Linked DNA regions of Ovis aries: region 2 is linked to region 1. Evidence: chromatin contacts called from public Hi-C data. All regions are on one chromosome and are shown on one strand. Each heading gives the region's core, a stretch centred on a gene start, on an enhancer-like site or on the middle of the called end of the contact. The rest is flanking DNA. Distances are from core to core; before and after follow the strand shown. Region 1 overlaps ANKRD11 (ankyrin repeat domain containing 11). Region 2 holds the start of SPG7 (SPG7 matrix AAA peptidase subunit, paraplegin).

Evidence for each region. Hi-C and Micro-C count contacts between places; a contact is called where the count stands out from the background.
Region 2: a Hi-C map of liver shows a contact between it and region 1, with 2.3 times the contacts expected there. The contact joins the promoter of SPG7 here to the enhancer-like site in region 1. A contact is called at or near these places in 4 of 16 Hi-C or Micro-C datasets (liver, mesenteric adipose tissue, muscle and 1 more).

The regions. Positions count from the first base shown.
Region 1 is chr14:13,891,535-13,899,422 of ARS-UI_Ramb_v3.0, reverse strand. ANKRD11 (ankyrin repeat domain containing 11) reads left to right here. Exons shown (of 13, transcript XM_027977756.3): 5 at 5,604-5,774; 6 at 5,869-6,072; 7 at 6,540-6,682. Among named protein-coding and RNA genes, the nearest start is that of TRNAY-AUA, 29 kb to the left of the region's middle. Within about 2 kb of position 2,767, at least 1 of the 54 cell types and tissues checked has an H3K27ac peak or open chromatin away from gene starts, as enhancers often do. A contact at or near this core is called in liver, where this site is marked.
Region 2 is chr14:14,007,324-14,015,211 of ARS-UI_Ramb_v3.0, reverse strand. SPG7 (SPG7 matrix AAA peptidase subunit, paraplegin) reads right to left here and starts at 3,751. Exons shown (of 15, transcript XM_060397913.1): 1 at 3,540-3,751; 2 at 745-847. The coding sequence starts at 3,722.

The DNA of each region.
Region 1 (7,888 bases), core at 1,518-4,017:
CCCTGAGTAAGCACATGGGCTCATGCGCTGCAAGCGGGTGGTGCAGGGTGGTGGAGTTGGTGGTGCCAGCTGGGGTACGACTGGGTTACTGGGAAGGTGGTCCAGCCTCCATGAGGTCCTTCACAGGGAGTCATCGGCATCCTCTCAGGAATCCTCTGGGTCAGGCGTGGTGCAGAGGACACAGGCTGGCCCAGACACGTGCTTAGGCTTGAGCGCCTTGGCCAGTCCTGGTCTGTGCAGGGCGCAGTGTTGCTGTTTGGTTTCAGGCTTCTTGGATGCTGGGCATCTGCAGTTCAGTGTTATCCTGCAAGGCCTTCCTGTCACTCACAGGAAGACTGCTGCCCCAGGAGGGGGCGGCCGGGGGCTGGGAGCACCTCAGCATGAGGCCTGTGGGGTGACTGCAGAGGCCCAACACAGAGCACTCACCCTCCTCCTGGTCATCATCGCCCATTTGGGGACGGGTCCTACTGGACCAGTGACCCTTCAACAGCAGGGTATGAGCTGCCTGTGACCCCTAGGGGCCCACCGCGCAGCTCTGTTACCTGTTTGGTTTGTTCATGGGGCAAACCAGACTCCAGTAACAGGGAGTGTCATGTCCTTCGAGTCAGTACTGAGCACCTCACCCGCAGCCCTGGTCACTGACCCGTCTGCCTTTCCTGGTGAGCAGCCATCTGGGCAGGATTATGTCCTCCCCGAGAGGCCAGGGGCTGTGGTCATCCCCATCCCTGCCCGCTGCAGCCGGGGCTCCCTCTTGCGTGCCTGCGTCCCTCCAGCGCCCTCTGCTGGGAGATGCAGCCTGGTTCCAAGCTACCAGCGGCGTCTCCTCAGCTGTGCCCCAGACCCCCGCCCCCTGCCCCGGGGGCTGGCCTGCTGAGAACATGCACCCAGGACAGTGTGGAAGGGGCATCCTCCTGCCCGCTGCCGTTGCCCAGTGCCAGTCTTGGTGGGACTGGGACCTGCTTCAGATTATTCTTTTTTTTTTTCTCCAGAGCTTAACTCTACACACACCTACCTGACCACCACACAGCAGCCTTCCTGCTTAGTCTCACGACGGTCTCACTCCCTCCACCCGGGGACATAGGTGGCTGCACGTGGCTTCCTTGAGGGGCAGGGCCTGCTCTGGGGGGATGTGCTGGGCTCTGAAGTTTTGAGAACATGCCCTGCTGAGTGCTGGAGGCCACTTGTGTGACCACACAGGCGCTTGGCCACCTGCTGGGCATGGACCAAAGCAGGTGGCTCTGAGAGCCACCCATGCCATGACCCTGGAGTCCTCAGGACCCCAGTGAGAGCAGGACTGGTGTGGGGTACTGGCCAGCTCCATCTCGGGCTGAGTCTGGAGGGTGTGGCTGGGCCCACTTGGTCTGGGTCAGGTGGCTGCTCTGCCTACTGGTCGCCAGGGTTTGGGGATGGGGGCCTGAGGGGTGCTTGGAGGCCTCCAGATGGGCTGGACCAGCAGAGTGGGTGGCCCGTCCGTGTGTTGCTGGAGTCCTGGTTCAGTTTGCAGGTGTTGCTGGAGTGAAAGCTGGGGTTGGTGATTGGGAAGCCCTGCTGTTGGTCCATTCATGCTAGCCTTACCTCACAGACCCTGGCCTCCTGATCACGCTCTGTCGCCCTTGCCAGGCGCTAAAGAAGCCTTAGTCAGGAATGGGGAGGAGAAAGACTGCCCCCCACGTGCCCCCTCAGGTCAAGGACGTACTGAAGGCCCCCAGGTCTCCTTTTCGCTGGTCAGTGATGGTGATTTGCTTTAAACTAAAGGAGACACCAGGAAACCGGAAGGAAGCAGGTCCTCACTGCAGCCTGAAAGACAGGCCTGTGGTGGCCCGGGGCACCAGAGGGCTGGAGCGTGACAGGCGGACCCGTCACGTGTGGACAGTGCCCAGGCTGGCTGCTTGGTCAGGAGCCTGTCTGTGACTCTGTCCTGCATGGTGGACCGTGTGCTTCTGAGACCAAGAGATAGGACACTGTCAGGATGGCAGGTCCTGGCACTGACCCCACCTCCTGCCTGCTCCGACTGAGCCCTGTGACTTCGTGGGGACTGTGGATGCCCACCCACCCTTCAGGGCAGAGTGTAGGTGGTGGTGACATCTGAGAGGGTCATCAATTCCCCACTGTTGTGCCAAACCAGTCTCCAGAGAGGCTCCTCTGCTGGGAAGCCTAGGACTGTGTGATGATGGGGACTCACCCTGTGCCGCAGACACAGGCTTCTGGTGGCAGCGACAGGCTGAGGACAGCCTGCCTGCTGTATGATACCTTGGGCTGGAGGACGCCATCCTTCGCTCAGGGTCCGTGTGATCTCCCAGGCTCGTGCCATCCTGCCCCTGCGGGATGGCCTCTGCTGGAAACAGCTGTTGTCCACTCTGTCTGGAGAGGTGGAAGCGAGGACAGACCCCCAGGTGGCAGCAGCAGGAGGGGCTGCACAGGGAAGCCGGCTTGAGATCAGATGGCGTCCTGGAGAGGACGGGGCTCCCGCACTGGGAAGCCACACAGGCAGCAGGCGGTGAGCCCTCCCAGTGCTGGCACCCTCGCTGAGGCGCAGCAGGGAGCTGGGGCATCCAGCCTGGCTCTGGAAGAACACACAGTCGCCCAGTGGCTGTGCAGGTGTGAGAACGGCCCACTTAGAGTGTCAGGTAGAACCGGGGGATGTGGAGGCGGAGGCATCTGCAAGCTTGCCCGAAAGCCAGAGGTGGCCCTGGTTTCACAAGGTCTTCTCGAAACTCTGCGTCCTTGCTGTCAGTTCTGCTGGGGTCAGGGAGCACAACTCTGCATGCCAAGTTATGAAACAGAGGTGCTCAGGGCTGCTCTCTCCACAGCCCCAGCTGGGCAGTTGTAGGGGGAGCAGAGCCATTTTCCAGAGGCCTCTTGGGACACCAGCGAAGGCCTGAAGGCTGCTGGAATCCTTGCAGCTGCGGCTGGGTGACCACGTCCCAGGAAGAGATGATAAATCTGCGCCGACTTCACAGAGGACCAGCAAGATGACCAAGCTTGAGACTCAGGGTGTCAGGTCACATAGTCATGCTTTCCTAGTGGTGAGGGGACATTCAGCTCACGAGACCACCCCCTCATCAGCCTGGGAAGAGGCATGTCTCCATAGAAGCGGGGCACGGCGCCTCCAGCCCCCGCACATCACCCCCTGGCCTGCCCTTGCTGCTCACACGCACCTGTCAGTATCCATGTCTCTTAACTTGGCACCTGCCATCTGGGCTTCTGTAGGTTCTGTTTTGCTTCTGGGTGGATGTAAGAAACAAAACCGTAGCAGAGCACCAAGGGGAGTGGCCACTGCCTGGGACACTTCCTCTGCCGTGTCCTTGTGGTCGTCACACAGGGCAGGAAGGAGGCTTTGCAGGTCTTTCTGGGGTGGGCGTGTGCTGACAGGACATGGCGGTCAGGCAGGTGGGCCCTCCTATGGCGCCAGCACCCCAGCCTCCACTCCTCTGTGGCCAAGCTTCCGGGGGTGCCCACTCCATCCGGGACTCGCAGCCCAGCCAGACGTGGGCTCCTCTAGATACTGGCACCCGCTGCACCTGTAGAAAAAAACTGCACTTCAGTGTGGAGAAGCCAGCATCTCAGGAGATGGGATTACATTTAGGGGTTCCTTTGTGTTAAGCCTTGGGAAACCTCCACCTGTGGGGTGAGAGCTCCTCACACCCGGCACCTGAGGACTCCTGCTGGGGTGCCTCAGCCCTCCAGCTCTCCCATCCCCTAGGGTGGGGTCCTGCCTGCCATGTGCTTGGTCTACCTGTGGGTGGCCTTCGTTCTTCCTGAGACTGCAGGCCTGGGTCCCCAGGGCCCTGCCCTGCAACTGGGGTCAGTGTCTGGGCAGCAGGTGCTTCTCAGCTGCCACTAACAGCTGTGCAGGTGGAGCCCTCGAGGCGCACCCCGGCCCTGGGTGTCACTGCCTGCACAGCCACTTGAAGACAGAGTCAGCTGTGGCCCTTCTGCCAGGTTTCTCTGGTGTCTTACAGTCATGGGCACGGCCTCTGTCCCGAAGACCTCTGTGCAGCAGGAGAGGAGTGGTACTGGTCTGTGTGCTTCCAGGGTGACCTCGCGAACTTGGCAGGGCAGCCTGGTGGGAGGCTGTGCTTCTGTTCTTGTCTCTGGGGAATTCGCGTCTGCATTGTCCCTCGGCAGGAGCCCTTGGGAGGCCACACACCTCGATTGTCTGAGGCCCTTCGGGACTCGGGTTCTGACACCCAGGGCCGCCCTTCCATGTTGTGAGGCTGTGCCCAGACAGATCCGTGTGGCTGCTCAGTTGTGGCGTAGCTTCTGGGCCGGGCCCTGCGGCTTGACTGCTGTCCACCATGGCTTCATTTCTCAGGACTCCTTGGAGCCACCAGGTCCCTGCTCTGCCAGCTGTGCCCGGTGCAAGGCTGGGTCCCCTGCGCCGCCCCCTCCTCACTGCCTTCACAGCTTGTGGGGAAGCAGGGCTCTTGGTCAACGATAAGGAGCATCTTTTCTGAATTTCCTTTCTTGGGCCTCTGCCTTGTGGGATAGTTAAAAATCAGTAGTTGGTGGGGTAGCCTGGGGAGTGATCACATAAGACACAGATGAGCACTGTCAGCAAGTCACAGCTGTAGTTTTTATAAACAAGCAGTTTAAGGAAGTAGCAGTGAAAACTCTTAAGAACATGGAAAGTGATATACTTGCAGGGCCTGAGGTGGTGAGTGGTAAAGGTATGTGGTTTTGGGAGTGGCGACGTTGCCTCTCTCTGGGGTCTGACCCAGTCCAGGGGTGCAGGGAGAACCTCTCAAGCATGGCCCCCAGTGGCGACCCGGTGGCCTGCACCCCATGACCTAGGACACCCCACACAGGGGCTCCCCTGGAACACACAGGGACGCAGGGGAGGGATCTGAGACTTGGTGGATCCCCGGTTCCCATGAGCTTTTTTTTGGGCTCCTGATCCCAGGAGTCGGAGTGCTTTTCTCTCCATCGCCCCTGCCCCGTGAAAGACACGGGCACTGTGGCTGTTTGCGGCCACCAGGGTGTGTGTGAGGGGCCCGAGGAGCGCAGTGCTTGTCGTGAGGAGGCTGAGGGGCACCGGGCTGGCCCCGTATCTTGTTAGTGCTCTGTGTTGATGCCTTTAGATGCCTCCAGCTCAGTCCACGCCGTGGTACTGCAAGGCTGGTTCGCTCCTCGAAGCGCCATGGCATGAGATGGAGGCTCCTAGAAGCAAGAAGAAAGGTACAGTACCGCCCAGTCAGCCTTGACCTCTCCATGGGTCTCTAAACTGTGTTTGCATTTTACATCTGAACTGTTTTGGAGGCGGGTGGGGCGGAGGCCCTGGACCACAGGCGCGAGCAGTTGCTAGACCGAGGCCCGTCCTGTGTGAGCGGGGACTCGGGTCGGCCGTCCCGCCGCCTGGCGTGCAGGGAACGGTCTGGGGAGGCACCTGGAGCAGTGGATGGTCGGTGGGGGCCAGGCTTGGCTTCAGTGGCTGGTGACGAGGTGTTGGAATCGTGTTCCCAGCACGGTTACTGCCGGAAGAGGTGATGCCGGGCGGCCTGTGTGCCGCCAGCTGCCCCTTCCGTTCCCGCGCGGCCAGGTGAGGCTCCGGGGTCAAGGGCCCCGTGGCATGAAGTGTCCCCTCTCTCCCCCACGCCTCACAGAGAAGCAGGGTCCTGAGCGGAAGCGGATCAGGAAGGAGCCCGTCACCCGCAAGGCCGGGCTGCTCTTCGGCATGGGGCTGTCTGGGATCCGCGCCGGCTACCCTCTCTCTGAGCGCCAGCAGGTGGCTCTGCTCATGCAGATGACGGCCGAGGAATCCGCCAACAGCCCAGGTGAGCCCAGGAGGTCCAGGGCTGGGGGCGGCCCTCCCTTGGACGGTGGCAGATTCCGCCTGCTAACCTCTGCCATCCTCTCCTTGGCCTGCAGTGGACATGACACCAAAGCACCCCTCTCAGTCAACAGTGTGTCAGAAGGGGACGCCCAACTCTGCCTCAAAAACCAAAGATAAAGTGAACAAGAGGAACGAGCGTGGGGAGACCCGCCTGCACCGGGCGGCCATCCGGGGGGACGCCCGGCGCATCAAGGAGCTTATCAGCGAGGGGGCAGACGTCAATGTCAAGGACTTTGCGGGTGAGCGCTCGGAGGGTGGGACCAGGGCAGACTCTGACACAGCACCCTCTTCCTTCTCCTGTGTGCCCAGAGCTACCTCCTCAGGAGGCCTGGAACACTGGAACACCTGCTGAGCATGATCCCCACATGTCTGACCCAAACCTGATTTAGGAATACTGATATTTTAAGAGCTGCTACCTTGAATGTTTCCAAGACCCTGGGACCAGTCCCTGGGGTGGCTTGCTGCACAGAGGCCTGTCCAAACCCACGGCCTGCTCTGTTTTCCCGTGTGATGATACTGCTCACCTGTCCGGACCCTTCACAGCTTCCTAGTCTATAGGGTTAACCGCTAGCGGTCATGGGCAACCCAGAGGTGCCCCAGGAAAGAACACCCAGGCTGGGCACCTGTCCTTAGAGTTTCCGGTGCCACCCGAGGTGGAAGTGGCCTTGAGGGTTAAGTCACATACGTGCTGAGTGTCTGTTTCCAGGCTGGACGGCATTGCATGAGGCCTGTAACCGGGGCTACTATGATGTCGCGAAGCAGCTGCTGGCTGCAGGTGCGGAGGTGAACACCAAGGGCCTGGATGATGACACACCCTTGCACGATGCTGCCAACAACGGGCACTACAAGGTGGGTGCCTCCCCGCAGACCCCAGGGTGGGCCTGCTGCAACTTCCTGGTCTCTCTCCTTCCTGGTGGCAGGGCGACCAGGAAGTGAGTCTTTGACCACCCCCGACCCCAGCTCAGCCCAGCTTTCTGCACACCTGCCATGGCTTGTGTGTCAGGGTCCTGCTCTGGCCACACAGGTATGGTTGGATATTAGAAGGTTGAGTGGCCAGCGCCAGAACGGGAGCTCTGTCCTCAACACTGTGCTGTCAGACCAGGCACCTTGGATGGGTGCAGCCACATGGGGTGACCCGTGAGACCAGCCAGGAGCTATGAGCCCCTGGGGTGCCGGCCCAGCACTGGAGACACATGGGTAGGTGAGGGTCTGGCCACTTCCACACCACAATGTCTTGAAAAGGTCCCTGTCTAGAGACGGCAGGCAAGCGTGATGGCGTGTGACATCTGGTCTTTGGTGGTGGCCCTGCTGGTCACTGCTGGCAGGTGCCAGGGAACCAGCAGCTTGGCCAGGGGGATGGGCACACCGGGACAATGACACACGGGTGCCGGGAGAGGTTGGGAAGGGCTCTGGGCTCGAGATGCCAAAGCTTCTGTGGACACCTGAGTGCTGACGTCAGAAATTAGGTAACATTTTAGGGAAGATGAGAGGGGTTTTGTTTTTCTTTCTTAAGAGCCCTTGTAGAGAAATAGGCTGAAAAATTCACGAAATATCTAGGATTTGCTAAAAATATCCCCAGGGCAGTGGGCAGGTATACATGAAATGAGGCCTGCATTTGTAAGCTCATCTTTAAACTTGTTGTTAGAGAGTGGTCAGAGGCCTGTGGACATGGGGCCTCAGGACGGGGGACCTCTGCAGAGGGGAGCTGGAAGACCAGGAGATGGGAAGTGACCCTGGACTGTACAGGTGGACAAGGGTGTGGACAGCAGAGACCCTTTCTCCATGTGAGGGGGACTGGCCTGCATCGCTAGTCCTAGAGGGAGGGCTCATAGCGCTGGGAGCACGGTGGCCTTCAGCGGCTGGGGTGGCTGGCCCCCAGCTGACAGACAGCAAGGGCACGGCCCTGGAGCCCAGCCTCTGGCCCCAGGGTTGTGCACGGTGGTTGTCCCCAGGGCAGGGGAGCTTCCGCAGTGGAGATGCCGTTACTGCTCTCCCCTGTCCAGTCTGCCAGCCATCGAAGGGAGGCCACCGGAGTGAAGTGAGGATTGCGATGGA
Region 2 (7,888 bases), core at 2,502-5,001, 110 kb before region 1:
AACTAAGCTCCCACACGCTACAGGGTACAGCCAAAAGGTTTTAGAAAGAGAGCGAGAGAGACAGCAGGATATCACAAGATGTCATGAAACGGTGCAACTCTAGTGTAAAATCAAGTTATGTTTACTTAATTTCTGCACATAAACCACAGTTTGTAACTTCTTACCATTGCTGGAGCTCACTACAGAACATGAAAATGTTAGCTGCTCAGTCACGTCCGACTCTTTGTGACCCCATGACTGGAGCCCGCCAGGCTCCTCTGCCGATGGAATCTCCAGGCAAGAATGCTGGAGTGGGTAGCCATTCCCTTCTTCAAGGATATACCCAACCTAGGGATCGAACCCATATTCTCTTGCATTGCAGGCAGATTCTTTACTATCTGAGCCACCAGGGAACGTGGAAAACCTCTGTCAAGCAGCCCTTACTAAGCTTGTAGCTCCTTAGTAAGCATTACTGGAGCTGGCTACAGAACATGAGAAACCTTTGACAAGCAGCCCAATCATGGCCAGAATTTTTTAAAAAGAAGAGACAACTCAAAATAAGCAAAAATGGCCTGTTCTGACCTTAGACAAATTTCCTTCTCAAAAACTTCGCTTCAGAGCATCTGAGGGCTCACACTGGGTAGCAGCTAAAGGGCCTCTTAGTGATTTCGTTTTTTCTGACAATGTCAAACTAGCAGTCCTCTGAATTTATTCACAAACGCCACACGTTCTGCCTGTCACTTCTGTCTTTTCAAAGATACAAACCTAGAAGTTTCCAGAGTCCGACTGGATTCTGTACAATGTGCTGTTTCACCAACAATCTGCTGATTCCTTCAAAGGTAGGGGTTAGCAGTCGCAACTGGAAACTCTGAAGAGAAAAGAAGGTCACAGAGCCTCAATCACACGGACGCCACAGCACAACTGGCAGTGCAAACTCACCCGATACAAAATTTTTCCTAAAAGCGCCAAGATTCATTTATGTAATATTTACACTGCACTGAAATATGAACCAACAATCTGACCATTATTTCAAAGTTTTACCATAACATCAAAAGAAAAAAAAAAGTTCCAAATGTCAACAGCAAGAAAGCAAGTCAAAGAAACGCTGAAATGGAGGTGCGGAACACTGGCTGCTATTCTGTGCCCCAGGACTCCTGCAGGACACAAGCAGCAAAGGCTTCACTGGCTGTCCAGAACTTTTGCTCCCAACATCTCCAGACAACCGTTCCTTGTGGAACATTCCCATGAAGTCCAGTTTCCCACTTGAGTGTATTTTATGTTATGGTCAATGGTCCAACCTAATTTTTTCTATCTCAGTGGTAGCAATTTCTCCATTTTTATCGACTTATTTATTTTAAGGGCTTCCCTGGTGGCTCAGATGGCAAAGAGTCTGGCCACAATTCAGGAGACCAGGGTTTGATTGCTGGCTCAGGAAGATTTCCAGGAGAAGGGAATGGCTACCCATTCCAGTATTCTTGCCTAGAGAATTCCAGGGGCAGAGGAGTCTAGCGGACCATAGTCCATGAGGTCCCAAAGACTGGGACATGACTGAGTGACTAACACACTTAATATACATACATTTAAGTTCTTTCCCTTAGTTCACCCCTGGTTGGCTGCTATTATGAAGAAAAGTAACTCCTTACCAAAGGAGTATGCTACATATAATTTCCTTTTAGCAACAGGTTAAAAATTCCTAGTACATACAATTATTATCCAGTTTAATTAATACTACTATACTTGGTTCAGTGATGGCCAGGAGGCATATAAGGGAGAACCACAGAGAGGTAGACTGGGCACTATAAACGTGGAACAGTGTGTCAGGCACAGCACACACAAAAGTCATTCTTCAAAGTCAACCCTAAACGCTGTTTGTTTAAACCAGATTATGTTATTACTGTTCTAGTTGTTAGTGAGATAATCTGTTACGTATCCACCAAGTATGTGTGAATTGCCTACTTCAGTCCTTATTTATTTTCACAGAATAATCAAGTCTGACTAGAATTAATGAATTATGATTTTCCTTCTCAATAGAACTTAAAACAAAAACAAGTGTAATCTATCCTTTCAGTTCAGTTCAGTCGCTCAGTCGTGTCTGACTCTGCCACACCATGGACTGCAGCACGCCAGGCCTCCCTGTCCATCACCAACTCCCAAAGTTTACTCAAACTTATGTCCATTGAGTCAGTGATGCCATCCAACCATTTCATTCTCTGTCATCCCCTTCTCTTCCTGTCTGCAGTCTTGCCCAGCATCAGGGTCTTTTCCAATGAGTCAGTTCTTTGTATCAGGTGGCCCAAGTATTGGAGTTCAGCTTCAGCATCAGTCCTTCCAATGAATATCAAGACTGATTCCTTTTAGGATGGACTGGTTGGATCCCCTTGCGGTCCAAGGGACTCTCAAGAGTCTTCTCCAACACCACAGTTCAAAAGCATCAATTCTTCCACACTCAGCTTTCTTTATAATCCAACTCTCACATCCAAACATCACTACTGGAAAAACCATACCCTTGATTAGATGGACCTTCGTTGGCAAAGTAATATCTCTGCTTTTTAAAATGCTGTCTAGGTTGGTCATAACTTTTCTTCCAAAGAGTAAGCGTCTTTTAATTTCATGGCTGCAGTCATCATCTGCAGTGATTTTGGAGGCCCCCCCCCAAAATAAAATCTGCCACTGTTTCCCCATCTATTGCCATGAAGTGATGGAACCGGATGCCATGATCTATAGTTGTCCTCAGACTCAGAAAGGGTGTAGAATAGGATTATGATATGAAATTGGTTCTCAACTTATGGTAAAATACAATAATACATTACAACCTAAAATGCGAGGGTTGGGGTCCTAAGAGAGGGCTAAAAAAATCAGTGAAAAAAGCATTTAGGGTCTGCTTCCAGAGTGAAATGTTAACATTAACAGGGCCTGGAACACAGCCTTCACACAGAGGGTCAGTGAATTTGTGTCCATAACATGTCAAGCTACATGATAAGAATAAAATACAGTTACAGTGCTCACATGAAAAACCGCTCAGAGCAATTGGAAGGCACTAGAATTCATCCTGGAGTGATCTGATCTATATGACTGCAAATAATCCTCTGCTAGATATCAGTGAAACTCTTAGTCGATTCAATTTCAAAACACCAAGAAAACGGGCAAAAAATATCAATGTACGAAACAAGTGCTGTTGTTTAGTCGCTAAATCCTTGTGACTCTTTTGCGACCCCATGCGACCCCGTCAGGCTCTTCTGTCCATGGGATTTCCCAGGCAAGAATACTACAGTGGGTTGCCAGTTCCTTCTCCAGAGATCTTACCCACCCAGGGTACCATCCTGCATTGGCAGGCTGGTTCTTTACCACTGAGCCACCAGGGAAGAACGAAACAAGTGCTAGAGAAGTCCAACTGTGCGGCCTCGCTCCCGGTTTCTCCCTCGGGCTGCCCGCCGGCCTCGCCGCCCGCCTCTCCTCCGGGTTGCAGGTAGGAGCTGCCTCTCGGAAGACGAAGCCGAAGCGGCGGAGAGCATCTTCCACATTACCATTCCAAACGCCGCTGCCGGAGGCCCGTACATTACCTGCAGGGCTCGGCCACCAGGCCCGACGAGGCCCATCGGAGGCCTGTGGACGACATACGGCCACCTCCACTTGGCCCCGGAGGAGCAGCCTGGGTTCCAGCCCGAGTAGGGGCACCGCAGCCTCCCCGGCCCCGGTCCCGGCCCCGGGCGGAGAGCGCGCAGCAGCAGCCGCGCGGCCGCCATGTTGACCCGGAAGCTGCGCCTGCGCTACTGGGGAGGGAGGCGGGGGTCGGGGGGTGGGGTGTCTCCGCGGGGCGCCTGCGCGGTCGGGCCTCTTCCAGTGAGGCCTGTCAAGCCTTGCTACTCCGCGATCGGGTTCCGTGACCGAGCGATCCGCTGCAACTCTAATCCCACTGGGATTCTTTGGCGGGTTTGAACTGCCACTTTGTACTGCGAGTACAAGCGCTGCGAGTAGAACTGCAGCCTGGTGGGCCCCGAGTCGGGGCATCAGACGCCGCGCTAGGTCGCGGCTCCCGGGAGGACTTGGCCCAGCGGGTCCAGGGGCTGCGGAGGGAGCCCGGGAGCCCGAAGGGAGCAGACGTGCGTAGATGGTGGGGCCCGCCTGAGGCCCTGACCCCGACTTCGGGCCCGAATCCTGACCCCCAACTCCAGCCTCAGATCCAGACTCTGAGTCCGACTCCCACCTAGACCCGGGCCCCTGACCCCTGACAGTCTTGGCGCGAGGAGAATGCTGCGGAGGGGAGAGTTTCGCTCTCCCGGGCTCTAGCTGCAGAGCCTGCCCCGCTGGTGCCCCAAGGGCCCTGTATACCGAGAGGAAAAGGAAAGGGCTTAGGGTAAGAGCAAGTACTTCAGGGTAGCTGAGCCAGCTCCCAGGCGTGAGCGGCCGGCAGTCTTGTCCTACAGATGCTTAATTTTGAAGAGGTAACCGTCGCCTCCACTATTCTTTTCTCCTGAAGACAGGCCGACCCCCTCTGGAAGTCATGCCTAGCTCTGGAGACCAGGATCATGGCCTAGGAGACTGTAGTCCACTCACTCCATCCCTGGGAGAAGGGGAGGAGTCTGTGGTTTTATCCCTGGCGGACCCCAGGCTCCCTTAGGTCTGGTGCTGGAGTGCTTAGAGTACTTAGCCCTGAGACTGCTGACTGTACGGTGACTTAAGTTTGTTTCTGTGTTTTTCTGTATTCCCCAAATTCCTAAGGTCATTAGGCAATAACCGTTCTTACTGAGTGCTAGCTGGGGCTTGGCTCTGTAGCAGGCATTCTTTTAATCCTCACAAATGTGAGAAGTAGATACTTTTACATCTGTTTTACAGATAAGGAAACAGACTCGGCACTTTAAAGTGACTTCTCCGAGGTCACAGCTAAGAACTGATGCACAGAGTTTCAGAGCTGGTCTGACTGGTTTCAGGGCCTATGCTCTCCACCCTATGGCTTTGTGTGTTACAGCAGTAACATGTATGATGTAAAAGTCCTGAAGCTCAGAAGGTTTAGGGACATTGTTTTAAATGCAGAGTTTTGATTATTGGTCCTCGGCTCCAGCAGCCAGGTTCTTGTGTGTGGCGAGGGGCTGACCCTGACCTGCACATCTGGACTGCTTCCCTTTCTCACTTTCTCTTTTCACAGTCCATCCATCCTCCCTGGTTTCCTCCTTCACTGTTTTTCTTTCTCTGGTCCCACCCACATTCTGCCGTCCACTCCCCCTAGACCAGTCCCGTGACCATGATCATGACCAGGCTTCCGAGAGTGGTTTCTTGCACCCTTGCACCCTATTGAAGCTTATGCAATGCTGCCCTGACAGGAAGTGACCCAGCCCCGCCCTACCCCGGTTCCCTCCTCACCCAGACCAGAGAATGCGTGACTCAGAGCCTCTAACAAATTTGAACGTGTTTGGGGATAGTGTAAGATGCAGTCTCATTAACATTGCTTGAAATAAAAAGCGTTATTGGAATCTAAGCTCTTTTCAGGAGATTCATCTGAAAGCAGTGCAGGGTGATGGCAGGAGTTGAGCTCTGGAGAAAGCGTGCTGGCTTTTTGCCCTTCTGAGCCTCAATTTTTTCATCAGTAAAATGGAGATAAAATTATCTGCAGAGCCAGGCTGATATTGGGTGTCCCTCAAGTTTGTTGTAAAGATAAAATGCAACTGAAGTGAAAGCACCCAGGATGTCATGGGAAATGAGTTGCTGGGAAATATTAATTCACTCGTCTAAACACATTTACTGAATAACTGTGCTTTGAGAGCTGGCTGTGACCCAGCCTCAGGTAGGAGGTGGAACTTGACTCTGAACCCTGTCCTGCTCAGTCCCACCTCTGCAGTGGCCTTGTGGACGGGTGTTTAGTTAGAGGACTCAGATGCCCTGTGGCCTGGACTCTGGAAGAGAAGGGGGTGGGGGTGGGGGTGGCTTCAGCTGATCTGGCTCCTCCCAGGCCCCACTCCTGAGTCACCGCCTTCATTTTCCTGAGCCCTTCCTGTTCTTCACCTGCTCTCTCTGTTCTTTCTGTACCTTGTGACTTCTGTTTACTCATTTCGACTTCCTCAGCCCTCTGAACCCTGTGCACATCAGGACCTTTGGGCTCAGCTCCCTTTAATTGTGTGAGAGGTGATCTCATGGTGAGCTGGCTCTGACCGGGGCATGTCAAGGTTGCTGTATCACCTCCCAGACACCTCACACAAAGCAGGGCCTGGCGGGGGGGGGGGGGGGGGGTGTGTGTGGAAGGTAGGGGTTGGGGATTAGGGGTGGCAGGAAGGGCAAGGGAGCAGGCAGGGCACTCCACCTCCCCGTGCTTGCTGGATTCCTGGGGCTTCAGGCAAGCTTTCAGGGGATGTCGCTCTGTTGCCTTGTCTGTAAAACAGAGATAATAGTTTTGCAGTCTGGGGACAGAAGTTGATCTTTGGGGCCATTTTTGGTATTAATATCTAACTTTGTTATTAATATCAGAGCAAATAATTATTTGCTTCTTCCTAACTTAGGTAGCTTGGCAGCAGCTGAAGCAAAGTGCTAAACTTAAAAAAAAAAATCACAGGTCTGACAGGGATCTACTGTACAGCACAGGGAACTCTGCTTAGTATCTTATAATAACTTATAATGGAAAAGAATCTGGAAAAAATGCATATATCTATGTATGTATGGCTGAATCAGTTTGCTCTACACTTGCAACTAATACATTATAAATCAACTACATTTCAATCAAAGTTTTTAGAAAAAGGACTAGTTGATTCCACACTTGGCCTGACCTTGGAGCCCGTAGGCTGTCACACAAGGTCATGGCTGTACCTGTGCCCACGGTGGCAAGCTTCTGGCTGAGGCTGTCTTGCTGCTTTGAATGACCTGGGCTACAGCTGAGTTTTTGGCTAATGTTAGGATGTCATTTACAAAATAGACTCCCCTGTGGAATGATTGAATAAAATTGTCATCTCTCTGAACTTTGGTAAATTTTGGTTCTGAACTTGACATCTTTCTTAGGAAACAATTCTTTTTCGTATGGCTCATTATTGTGTTTTGTATATCACATGTACAACAAGATTTTGTAATGTTCGATTTGTTCTTGAAAGGGTAAAAGTCCTTGGGACTTCCCTGGTGGTCCAGTGGCTAAAACTCCGTTCTTCCCATACAGGGGGCCTGGGTTCGATCCAAGATCCTAGATCCTGATGAAACTAAAAGTTGGCATCTGCAACTAAAGATTCTGCATGATGCAACTACAAAAAAAAAAAAAAAAAAGGATTCCACATGTCACAACAAAGATCAAACAACCTGCGTGCCACTGCAAGTAAGACCTGGAGCAGCCAAATAAATATTTATTGAAAGAAAGGGGAAGACTCCATTATTACCAGCAGAAAACCTGTCCAGGAGTTTGCACATGACTAGGTAGCTACGTGTCCCCCAGTGGTTCTCAGTATGTGTATGTAGGAGGGCCTGGAAAGGGCAAGTCTGTGTCACTTCTCAGAGATCAACAGCACATGCCAAATTCATTAAAGTAACCACTTGCTCTGTTGATTGTATTAGATGCCTATTGCTATGTAACAGATTACCCTAAACTCAGCAAGTTAGAGCAACCAGTATTCAAGGCCTCACCACTCCTCAGTGTTTGGCTGGCTCTGGCTCAGCCATCTCACCAAGATGCAGTGCACATCACACCCAGGGAAGCAGTCATTTGAAACTTGCCAAGCTGCCAAGGGGATGCCCTTGCCTGGCTCCTGGCTGGCCGGTGGCAGCTGCTCCTCACCATGTGACTCTCCATGGGTTTCTCAGGTGACGTGGTGACATGTGGCCCAGTCATCCCAAGTGTGTGAAGTCCAGGGGGCAAGGGTCATCAAGGGCCAGCTTGGAGGCTGCTGCCTGCAGTAATGACTGGAGATGCCTGCTGTTCATACCTGCTTGCAAAGCCTGACCG